Linked DNA regions of Gossypium hirsutum: all the other regions are linked to region 1. The links are chromatin contacts, called in public Hi-C maps. All regions are on one chromosome and are shown on one strand. Each heading gives the region's core, a stretch centred on a gene start, on an enhancer-like site or on the middle of the called end of the contact. The rest is flanking DNA. Distances are from core to core; before and after follow the strand shown.

Region 1 (4,261 bases), core at 666-3,165:
TGTGTGTGTGTGTTTTTTTTAATTAAGTGGGACCATGAATGATGTAGTGGAAATGGTTCATAAAATAATTTCTCGCTTACCACTCTGGCAAAGAATCTCAAATGCATGTGCCATTTGAAATTAATTACTTTAAATAATTTTAACTAGTTATAATTTTTTTGTATTATTTTACTAAATAAAAGTTGTTTCATAATTATCAGCATTTTAGCTATCATGCTATATTTATAATAAATATAATACATGTTTATCACCAATTTCTAATCTTTTAATGATCTTTGATTTGGTTTAGTGTATAGTATAGCAAAAATAATTGTTAAGAGATTTTCGTTTGAAAATAAGTGAAATTATGGATGTTAAAAGCAACATTAAAGGTAAGATCTTGATGCCAAAAGAGCATTTTGGAATGATTTGGTTCATGGGTTTATTGGTTTTAAATGTTTTATTTTCATTTTAATGTTTGGATTGATGATTTTTTTTTTTGGTGAAAGATAAGAAAAGATACAACCAATTAAGCTATACCAAAGGGGTTATCTATAAGTGATAAGATATAGAAGTAACATATTTTAATCTTATTCTTAATGTATTTTTGGATGATTAATTATGCAAATTAGTGAATTTGATGCTCCTAATCCTTTAAATTCATGTTTCTATACTTAGGAGAGCATTTAGGAGCGAAAGGAGCAAAAAATGAGCCAAAATTGGACAAATAAAGCTGTTTTCGGGAGCCACACGGCTTGGGCATTTCTACATGGCTGAACAAACGCCCATGTGCCAACCCGTATCGATTTCACACCCTGCTTCCCAAATATGCGAAAAAATACAATTTTTAGGCTTTCTAGCATTCTAAACTCCATAAATACCAAATAGAAGAAGACATAAGGGAGCCATCAGAGAATATCGAAGAAAACACTCGAAGAACACCATCGGAATCAACTCAGAAGCGGATCTCCATCAAGATCGAATATCTCCTTTTAATTTCTTTCGAAATTTTATTGAGTTTCTTTATATCTTTCCAACCTAGCAAGCTATTTGGGTTGATTATCTTATTTTGTACTATTAAATTTTAAGTTGCTTTAAATATTTTTGACATTAATGAAAATTCTAAGTTTATCATTTTTTTTCTTTCATTTTTAAATGATAACTTTTATGTTTAGGTTGATTAGGATAATATAATATATTTAGGTTTTGGGTTTTAATTTATATATAAGAATTAGAGATAAATTTTAAATTTACATGTAAACTTTGATCTGATATGAACTTTGATTTGATATCATTTTATAATAGAAATTTCGATCTCAAGTTCATTGTATGAATAAAATTTTAATTATTCGGTTCTTTTGTACTAATAAAAAAATTTATATTTTATTTATAAATATAATTATTTGCGTATGTAATCTATGAATGTTAAATCAATAATCATATCAAATCAAATAAAAATATTAAATAATTATATTGTATTGAAAATTAAATCTGAATATTTAAATTATTCGTATTAATTATGATTTAATTTTCAGGTAGTGGGTAATTAAAACAAAGTTACCATTATTGTTCAATTGTTGTCTATTAAGGATTTTATTTTATTTATAGTTCTCTATGGTTGTATGTGTTGGGAATCTACTTCTATATTTGGTCTTTTACAGTAATGAAATATAGTGGATTTTGAATAGGATTATATTAGTAAGTAATAGTGTATTAATTTAGAGAGGAGAATTGATATAAATTGCTTAAATTGAATTTTTTATTTTTTAAATTTTTAATAATTTTTCATCAGATTAAAAGAATTAAACGAATTAATACCCAATTCGATTATTGGCCAAAAAAAAAAAAAACCCTTACAAACCAAACATTTTTATTCATTGGTTAAAATCTACCACAAGTCCTTATACTCTTTACAAATTAGGAATTTAGTCCTTAATTTAATTTTCATAGATAATTATTGACCCCAACGTTTTGGCCAACTGTAACAAAACCCTATTGACGAATTCCAAACCCAGGAAAGGGGGAGAACCGACACCGCCTCCGCGAAATGTAGACTTCGATACCGGCAAGTTAGTGTATCTGAGAATAACATTCAATTGAGCTTCTTTTTTCTTCTCTTCCCTCTGCAAAACCTAGCGTTACCCTTCAAAAGGTACCCTAATTGGATCGAGTTGACTCAGTTCGAGTTTCCATAGATGGATTCGCACTTAACCGCGCCGAACCGCTCTCGTAGCTCCCAGACCCCATCCCCATCTCACTCTGCCTCAGCCTCTGCTACTTCCTCCCTCCACAAGCGCAAACTCGCCGCAGCCGCGTCCGAGGACCACGCGCCTCCTTCCTCGTTCCCTCCGTCATCCTTCTCCGCCGACACTCGCGACGGCGCTTTGACATCCAATGACGACCTCGAGAGTATTTCTGCGCGGGGCGCCGACTCCGATTCTGATGCTGACGACTCAGAGGACGCCGTCGTAGACGACGACGAGGACGACTTCGACCACGAAAACGATTCCTCCATCCGCACTTTCACGACTGCTCGCCTAGAGTCTGGCGGGGGCGGCTCTGGTTCGGGTCGGAACACGAAGCTCAAGACTGAGAATTCCACTGTCAAGCTAGAGAGTGCCGATGGAGGGAAAGACGGTGCAGCCCCTGGTTCAGCACCAGTTGGGCCCACGGGTGCTGCCGCAGCAGGTGGGAGCTCAATAGCTGGGATTTCAACCAAGGAAGACGTTAAGATATTTACTGAGAATATACAGACTAGTGGAGCTTATAGTGCTAGAGAAGAGAGCTTGAAAAGAGAGGTAAAGTATCCAACGTTTTGAGTTGTGATGATAAAACCTGAACGCAATTTCTTTGCCCCAATAGGTTGTTTTTTCTCTTGAATTACGATGTATATATTAAAAACAAAAAATCAATTTCAGGAGGAAGCGGGAAGGCTTAAGTTTGTTTGCTATTCAAACGACGGTGTTGATGAGCATATGGTTTGGTATCTAAATTCTCTCTTTTAAGCATTCATGTTACGTTTTTTTCTCTGGATGATGTTGTAAAATCTTCGATAATGCATGGTTTCTTTAGTTATTAGTAGCCATTTATGACTATGGGGTAGGGTGTTTTGGTTTTGGATTTCTTGCAACTCACCATACTAACTTTGTGAACTGGTGATGGAAAATTAAGCTATATATATATTTTTTGATACTCAGGTTGATTGGGTTGAAGAACATATTTGGAAGACAACTACCCAACATGCCTAAAGAGTATATTGTTCGCCTTGTTATGGACAGGTATCAAGATAGACACTTTAGAAGCACACACTTTAAGATGAAAGACCTCGTTTTATTATGGATTTCTTTATTGGTTTGGGTCAAACATTCAGTCATCTTAATATATGAGTTGCTGGTTGACATTTTTGAACACATGACATAAGCCCAATTTTGATTCTTGAATATCTTGATTAATCCTCCTGCTGCTTCTAGCTGGCTTATTGTTCTTCTTTAATGAAATGACCTTCAAATTTGCTTGGTAATGAAATCATCAGCTTTTGTGCATTTTAAGGTCTCAGTTCTTCTTACTTTGGATTTTGTAGAAGCCATAAATCTGTGATGGTTATCAGACGTAATCAGGTTGTTGGTGGCATCACATATCGTCCATATGTCAAGTAAGATTCCTGGTCTTATGTTATTGTGAGTGAATCAATTTTCAGTTCCCTATTCAGTGTATTTTCCTATTTTGGCTCATTTCTTCTTCTTTGGTAAATTTTGTTCTAGTGTGCCTTCCCTAATATTGAGTTCTACTCCTGTATTATAATTAAAATTTGAGATTCTTAAGGGAATGAGTGATGACATTATCACAGTCTGCCTGTTCATCTCATTCAACAGTTACAGGACAATTCTAACACCTATTATTTCAACCTTAGAAATTTCTTTTGATGATGTTAATGCTTCATATGTTCTATTCACTGATGCTTGTTTTCCTGGTAATACCAGCCAAAAGTTCGGTGAAATAGCTTTCTGTGCAATCACAGCAGATGAACAAGTAAAAGGTTATGGCACAAGACTGATGAATCATTTAAAACAGCATGCACGTGATGTTGATGGACTAACACATTTTTTGACATACGCTGACAATAATGCTGTTGGTTATTTTATCAAACAGGTGTGATTGTTTCTTTTCTTTTGATTTTTTTTGCTGGATTGATTTCATACTTTCTGTAGCATAAATTTACAGGCGTAAAACATTTTCTTCCCTGGTCTTTTAAGTATATAAATTCCTTTGGAAGGCTCCTTTC
Region 2 (4,255 bases), core at 468-2,967, 170 kb before region 1:
CTGCAGGTCATAAAAACTTAAAACGGAATTCATTTCAATTATAGTTACTGTGAAAACGAGGGGTGCACTCAATTTCTAGATGTGTTTGTTGTTTTGTTTTCAAATCCTGGAAAATGACCAATAACTTGTTAGGTGACGACGAGGTTAAAAGAAAACCTAAAAGCGTAAAACCTGCAGTGCAGGACCACTAAGTAACACGTTCATATTCAACTATGGTTTAAGCATAAGAAACTAACCCGTCAAGTAAATGGAAAAGAGCTTCCAAATTATGTGCGCAACTAAGGTCGCCCGTCTCTTTTAGAAATGGCGAGTTTTTATGATCCAAAGACAGTTCAACTCCGACATGAGAGTAACTCCAGGGCAACCTCTCAGCCATCTTCATCAACAATAGTGGCACGTTTTCGTTGAAGAACAATCCTGGGGATTTAGGGACTATGTCATGCACATTCACCACCCTCAACACTTTAACTCCCAGCACTTCCATCCGTTCCTTGAACCTCACGTTACCTACCCTAGGACCCGAAAAGGAAAACACGCTCACTGGGACAGCTCTGCTATCTTGCAGCACATTTAGACCCGTTTCCACGATATCATATGCGCTGAGAATTGCCAAGGCACTGCCTAAACTGTGACCAGTTATTGTTAAGCTTAGCTCTTCAAGCTGGTAGATTTCGAGTAACCTTTTCACTTCGGTTAAAATTTGTTCCCTCGCTGAGAACTTGCAGAAGCGGCAATTCACATCTTTGTCGGTGTAGAGATCGAGGAAGCCTGATTCTACTTTTACTGTTGAATCGGGGCATGGGATTTTGTTCGAAGAAATGGGTTTGAGGAAATCCATTAAATCCGCAATCCACTCCAGGCGGGTCACGGTTCCCCTCCAAGCGACGACGATGTCGCGACGGCCTAAGCGTTTGGATATTTCGTCGTTGGAAACAGCGACGTAGCCTATCCAATTCGCACTCTTGCTCCACACTTTGGGCCACCGAGATTTCTTGAAAAAATTGGGAAGGTTAATGTTGGATGTTGCGAAGATGTACCTGGAGACCACGTAACCATGGTCCGCCATGGCTAGGGAGTCAAAGAACTGACGGGGCGTGAACCTGCAACTTCCACAGTATTTGGAAAATGGGTCGAAATCGAAAGCATCGTAACAGGCTTGTGCCATCTCGCCATATCGAATCAGCTCCGACCGTAGAAGAGGGTCCATAGGATCTAACATCCCAACCCAGTCATCCACGCCATGGATTTCTCTCCATACATCCGCCACTCGTCTTTCTTCTCGTGTTTCCTTGTCGAGTTCGTCGATGGAAGAGAACAAGGAGCCGCTTGTTTTAGACGAAACCCTAGGCATCCTAAGCGACCTTGTGGCAAATCCCATACTTGTAGTACGTTGAAGCTGAGGTTCCCGGCCTGAAAACGACACCGGACGGCATTTTTCAGACGGAAAAACCTGATGAGCAATGGAAAGAAAGGTTTTGGATAGAGAAATGGCCATTGAAGGTAGCAAGCTTTGGATGAAACGGGGGAGGTTTTAATATGTAGGATAGAGGTGAGCTTTAACTATTTTGGTCAATGGTGTTGGTGAACTTTAACTAGTTTTAGGTTTCAAGAAAGTTCTCGGCATCATCAAGTTTCATGCAAATAAATATATCATGTGATACCTTCAACCATTTCTGTATTTGTATTTTCTTTGAGAAAGGACGGAACTCCCTTTCAGGAAAATTTTTCATTTAGTCTAGCACGGAACACCCTTCCAGGGACCGCCCTCCCAACGCGTAAATCTTTCGTCCGTGAATTGGCCTCATCCATGACAAGTAAACTTCAAATTTTGTTTTAGGTATAAAGCACTTAATGAACATCAGTTTTTTAAATAAAAAAATTAAAATATTCTCAAATAATTTAATTTAATTACAGAATAATATTTTTATAAAATTTTAATTGAATTAAAATATTAACTACAAACCTCATAGTTGTACCTAAACCTAAACATATTCATAGTTTAAGTTATTCACTCAAGTTCAAAGACTTGTTCTAAAAGCGAGAAGATTTGAATAAAAATATATAAGTCTAAAAAGTGAACTTGAAAAAGAAAATAAGACCCGTTTTTTAAATGGGTCGAGCCTCAAGTGAAATTTTTAGTCTTCCCCAAATCAACAATGTAATTACAATGTGTACTACCAAACATGACATAGGAAATTACAATATAATTACACTTTGTTATTAAAACACATTTGAAGAATTACAATTCTTTATAACTAAAACAAAGTATAATTATTACTCTAATAATTAAATTTTTATTCAATTACTCCCTACAGTACAAATATACTCTAAATTTTGTATACAAATTCTACCTACCATTGAGGATGGGCTAATTCAAATCGATATTGAGTAGTGCTTTTTTATTTCTGGGTGCTTCTAGCCCGTACTTATAAAATAGATTATGTATAAGTTAAAGATAGATATATGTAAACAAGTATATAAAGAGTAAGAAATTGAACACATATTCTTGCAAGTTGCAGTGTAAACATATATAATTCAATACAATGCTATGTATATACATTATTAAATTTAACGCAACTATATATCACTATAAAATTTATAATCACTTTTTAAATATCACCAACACCTTTTTCTTTTCCTTGTTTAAAATTTAAAGTCAGTTTAATAAAAAAATTAATATAATATTAAGTATTAAACCAAAAAAAAAAGAGAGTAAATCTCATTGCTGGAAAGAAAATCTAAAACAGACCTTTTACCCATTTTATTCAATTTTTTCTTTTACCAATTAACTATATTTTTTCAATTTTCAACTATTCTGACCAATCTAATTTTCTTTCAACTTGAACAATATACTAAATAACTAAGCGTACATAATGACTTGGACTTATTTATCAAAGATCGATAATGACAGGACGATTGAGGAAAAATAAGATTCAAAGTGGTTGATGCATATAATAATTGAACTGTAATTTATATTTTTATTAAAATTTTAAATTATTTTAATGTCAAAAACATAATCTCAAGCCTCAAGCCCTAATAAAACAAAGAATAAATCCGAATTAAAAAATATTGATGTAAGGTTGTGGAAAAGAGGCAATTGGAGGGGTTTCACATGTTTACATGCATGCAGAGAGCTTTGGCCAAAAGAAACAAGTGTCGACATGAGTCCTGTGGTTTATCTGCAACAGCCCGATTTTGGGCTTAGTCGGAATAGTGGTTTCAGGACCACTATTTCGAGGCCAGAGAAAATTATTTTAGTATTATTTTATGTGTTATAATATAATTTTATAAGTGCATGTAAATTTTGGTAAGTTAATTTTAGCAATTTCTAGTCCAATTTCGAAAAAGGACTAAATCGCGTAAAAGGTAAAAGTTGTGTTTTAATACCTAAAGGTGTTAAATTGCCTTGTATCTTAAATTGGGGGTATTTAAAGTGAAATTAGGCCATTGAAAATGTGATGGCCGGCCATGGGAGACAAAATTGTTGAAAAGTCAAAATTAGGTTAAATTTGGTCACCAATTTTGACTAGTTTTATTATTAACAAATCAAAAAGAAAAAGCTATCATTTTTCTCTTCTCCTTCACCGAAATATGCAGCAAAGAAAGGGCTTTGAAGTTGGAGAATTTCAGCAACATATTTCCCTTGCTTGTAAGTGATTTTAATGTCTTTGCTTGATGATTTTTACATTTTTGGAACCCCTAAAGCATGAGCTTTCATATGAGGGGTCTATTTTGCAAAATGATGAAGAGTCTAGGGTTTTTCCATGAGAGTAAATGTGTTGTTTTCTGTGTTTTTATGGAAGATTATGAGTCCTAGTTGTCTAATAAACAACTTTTGTGAAAGAAATTGTATGAAAACACATTAAAAAGGGCTAGATTGCTAAGTTGTAAAATGAGTTGTAAATGTGTGAAATAGTTGAAATTATGAGTTGCTATAGTTATGAAAATGGTTCATCTAGACTCAAGGAGTAAAGAAATGTGATAAAAAATATTTTACGAGCCTAGGGGTAATTTGGTAATTTTGGCAAAATATAGGGGCAAAATTGTAAAAATTGCCCAAGTGTGTCAATGGACTAATTTGATCAGTACATTATTTTAATAAGTTGAATGTGATATTTTAGATGATGAAAATCGAGATTTGGACCTAGAACGGAAAGAAATTGATTAAGGGATAATTACGTCTTTTTTTTCACCTTTGTGGATCGAGGTAAGTTCATGTGTAAATAATGTAGCATAATTATTATTTTTAAGTTAT
Region 3 (4,022 bases), core at 602-3,101, 240 kb after region 1:
AATTCTACTTAGAAGTGTTCATACATGAGGTCAAGTTAAATTCAAAAAATAGGCCTAATTAAAATTTTAGATCTGATTGATTGATAGGCTTGGAACTGACCTGAAAGGGAGCTTAATTTTTGTTTAAATCCGACCTTTTTTATATATGCTAAATTCGGACCTACCCTTATTACTATATATTGAATTCAATATATATATAAAATAAATTTAAAAAATATATTATATAACCAATCAACTTAGCAATATTTGGATGATCAACATGAACTACAATTCTGAGCTCAGATAAGAAATCGATGGTCATCTCTTCCAACGGACCATGGTTTAGCCGCTTAATCGCAACGGGGTTTCCAGTTTTCAATTTCCCTTTATAAACTTCTGCATACCTTCCTTCACCTATCCGAAAAGTGACACCAACATGTTTTTAGCAAAGATCATTGATGTTTTTCTATATCAAATAAATGAATGATTTGATTACCACAAGTTGCAGTCATGTCGGCGAAAGCGTTTCGATGTTGCCGTCTCCGTATATTGCGAAAACGAAAAGGTTCCCATCTCCTCTTTCAGAGGCTTTCTTGGTTAGTTTGATGTCAATTGGTGTTTCACCACTACAAGTGGAAAATTTTAACAAACAGATAGTGTGAACAAATTGAATGAAAAGAAATTAAAGAACAAGATGGCAAGAAACAGCAATGATTACAAATGCATCATATATATATATATATATATATGAAAAGAGGCCTAGAAAGATCAAACATGAGTATAAATACATAAACCCAAAGCTGCAAAACATAAACAAATGAGGGACTCAAAGGCTAAATGTCCAAAAAGGATGCATTCAAAAGTACCATAGCGAGCAGAATCTTTGGTACCTGAGAACCCACAAAAAAGGAAGAAGAAAATCATCAAATGCTAATTATTTTATGAAAATAAACCTTAAAATTAAACTCAAAGCATCCACACAATATACATATATACACATATAACATCAAAGCATAAAAACATATGAATATTCTAAAATTCTTTGAGAACCCAATGCTGCAAAAACACAAACAAAATGAAAATAAAAAAAAAAGAAGCAATATGCAAGAATATATCATAAATGAACAGAAGGTTCTTGCGTACCTCCCATGTTTTTTTTTTTGTTTTAAACCAGGGAGACCAGAGAAGAAAAAAAGAAAAAAGAAAAATAAAGCTAAAGAAATATGGAGATACTTTAAAAACAATAGCCAAATAAATTAGAAAGGGGAATTAGGAATAGGGAGGAGTCTGGGAATAAGGTTGAAAAAATCTCGGCCGGCCCAGGGTTAAAATTTTTTTACTCATGTTTATTTTTTAAACGGGTTTGATTTTTGAGTTTATATTTTTTTCTGAATTTTTTTAAATTTTGAGTGGATCTTTAACAGTTGTACCTATGGATAGGTATATTTTATAACTATAATTATGCCCTTTTTGTCAAAATTTAGGAAATTTTTTTTTTAAAAGGAAATTGCTAACTGAAATATTAGACAAGAAGTTGATTTATTTATTTTTGGTACAAGAATTTGATATATTCAATTGTTATTTACATAAAATTCTTGGAAATGAATTTAAACTTAAAATGAAAAAGAAAGGAATGAAAGATTATAAAAGAGAAAATGAAATTACCATAAATCATCTCTTTCAAAGAATTTTCATGTATACGTCATTCTCATTTCTCATTAGAAAGGAAGAAAAGTCGTTGGAGAAATGAAACAAAAAGAAGGAAATATAAATTGGATTAGGAACATGAGGAGAGTAAAGAGTCCACGAACCACGATTGACAAATAAGCGTATTGTATAGCCAACATCAGCTGATTTACTTCTCTTACTTCACTACATTTGAACCATTAATTCCTAATCACAAACATAAGCACAATAATTGATTCAAGCTAGAATTACAAACAATTTCTAATTACAGAGAATAAATAAACAAACCTGCAGACTGAAACCGCCAGAGAGCAGAGTCCAGTCCAAAAGCTGTGGTGTCCGTTTCCTTTAAGTCTCAACCAAAGTTGCAGAAAGCCAGACGCTAAAATACTAAAACTAGCTAGCCCAAAACGGTACCCTTTTTTTGCTCCAATCTCGTTTACCCTTAAGGTGTTTATCTTGGTAATTGATATTTTGCTCAAATCTTTCAACAAGTAAAGATTGCAGCTTTTCAAATCGTGGGTTTTTTTTTTTTTGCTTGCTTAATCCATGGCTTCTTCCATGCTCAATGGAGCAGAAAACTTCACTCTCATTAGGGGGGTAACCCCAAATAGGATTGATTTTTTAGGGTCAGGTTTTCATGGGAAACACTTGTCCAATTTGGGTTTAGCCTCTAGTGCGAGGATCTCCAGGCCAGGAACAACAATGGCTCCAAAGTGCGGCTTATCAGCATCAAGGCCAGCTTCACAACCAAGATTCATACAACACAAAAAGGAGGCTTTTTGGTTCTACAGGTTCCTCTCAATTATATATGACCATGTGATAAACCCTGGTCACTGGACTGAAGACATGAGGGATGATGCACTTGAGCCAGCCGATCTTAACAACAGGAACATGATTGTTGTAGATGTTGGTGGTGGAACTGGTTTCACTACTTTGGGTATCGTTAAGCATGTGGATGCTAAGAACGTTACAATTCTCGACCAATCTCCGCACCAGCTTGCCAAGGCTAAGCAAAAGGAGTCTCTGAAGGAGTGCAGGATAATTGAAGGTGATGCAGAAGATCTCCCCTTCCGTACTGATTATGCCGACAGATATGTGTCTGCTGGCAGGTACATTTTTCCAACTCTTTTGGTGTTACTGGAATTTGTTTGCTTGAAATGCACTGACTACATGTTTTCACAATAAGATGCAAAATTTTGGGGGTTTGTGGTTGGATGGTGCTCTTTGTAATTGTTATGCACGATGGCTTAATTGGCCTTGTCATTATAGATTGGTTTTATTGTTCTTGTCTCTACGATACGATTTTGTAGAAGATACTGTCAATTGGGGCATCTCGGAGTACATAATCTATAATCATAAAATATGGTAATTTGCTAGCTGGTTTGCATGGATGATTTATTTTGAATTTAAAGGTGGGGAGATGGTAACTTGATGAAGTTTTATTGGGATCATGCTGTTATGTTTTTCAGCATAGAGTACTGGCCAGACCCACAACGGGGCATCAAGGAAGCATACAGGGTGTTGAAACTAGGAGGAAAAGCTTGTCTGATTGGTCCTGTGTACCCTACATTCTGGTTGTCACGCTTCTTTGCGGATGTTTGGATGCTTTTCCCTAAGGAGGAAGAGTACATTGAGTGGTTTGAAAAGGCTGGATTTAAGGATGTCCAACTCAAAAGGATTGGCCCTAAGTGGTATCGTGGAGTTCGCAGACATGGTTTGATCATGGGGTGCTCTGTAACTGGTGTCAAACCTGCATCTGGGGACTCTCCTTTGCAGGTAATCACTTTTTGATGTGGGAAATGGCTCGCTGCATCATTTTGTTGAACTTTTTCTCTATTGTTGACCATGCATGTATTGTATATCTTGAACATCCCGTATTATGAGCAAAGGATTTGATATCTGAGGTAAGGGTATCGTACATAGTTCCCCTATGTTAGCCTCCAGTTTAAGGACTCATAATCATAAGCTTATATTACTCTGTTGGAACTGCCTCAATCTCCTTGTCTTCAATATTGTTGAAATTCTGGTTCTGCTTTTGCTGTTTGCTCTGCATTAACTCTCAATCACCAGTTTATAAATATTAAATTTTCTTCCCCTCGGTAACTATTAACTAAACATAAGTCACTCCCCTTCCCTCCTCCTTTCATAATATGAAGTCATTGTATCAAGTACATTCTACATGGGTACTTTGTGTGTGTGGTGCAAAACAATATCCTTCGATAATGCAGGTTACTTAATCCTTTTTTCTATGAGGCCTCCGCTTGTTGGTTAAGGCGGAAGTCTTGGGTCTTTGAATATCTAAGTTCGAGTTCACCATATGCAATTGCGATATGTGGGTTTCCAGTCCTACCATG

Evidence for each region. A called contact is a pair of places that touch in the nucleus more often than the background predicts.
Region 2: a contact with region 1 is called in a Hi-C map of leaf, with 5 times the contacts expected there. The contact joins the promoter of LOC107923984 here to the promoter of LOC107897854 in region 1. A contact is called at or near these places in 12 of 34 Hi-C or Micro-C datasets (callus, hypocotyl, leaf and 1 more).
Region 3: a contact with region 1 is called in a Hi-C map of leaf, with 2.1 times the contacts expected there. The contact joins the promoter of LOC107924562 here to the promoter of LOC107897854 in region 1. A contact is called at or near these places in 2 of 34 Hi-C or Micro-C datasets (both in leaf).

What each region holds. Positions count from the first base shown.
Region 1 is chrA11:14,712,483-14,716,743 of Gossypium_hirsutum_v2.1, reverse strand. LOC107897854 (histone acetyltransferase GCN5) reads left to right here and starts at 1,915. Exons shown (of 13, transcript XM_016823439.2): 1 at 1,915-2,777; 2 at 2,898-2,962; 3 at 3,177-3,257; 4 at 3,560-3,631; 5 at 3,960-4,128. The coding sequence starts at 2,175.
Region 2 is chrA11:14,878,455-14,882,709 of Gossypium_hirsutum_v2.1, reverse strand. It overlaps LOC107923984 (phospholipase A1-Igamma1, chloroplastic), which reads right to left and starts at 1,717. Exons shown (of 2, transcript XM_016854217.2): 1 at 237-1,717. The coding sequence starts at 1,495. LOC107923759 (a long non-coding RNA gene) reads left to right here and starts at 4,118. Exons shown (of 2, transcript XR_001691617.2): 1 at 4,118-4,255.
Region 3 is chrA11:14,476,219-14,480,240 of Gossypium_hirsutum_v2.1, reverse strand. LOC107924562 (2-methyl-6-phytyl-1,4-hydroquinone methyltransferase, chloroplastic) reads left to right here and starts at 1,851. Exons shown (of 4, transcript XR_001691797.2): 1 at 1,851-2,777; 2 at 3,138-3,444. LOC107923765 (a long non-coding RNA gene) reads right to left here and starts at 1,306. Exons shown (of 4, transcript XR_001691621.2): 1 at 1,123-1,306; 2 at 846-869; 3 at 476-605; 4 at 198-393.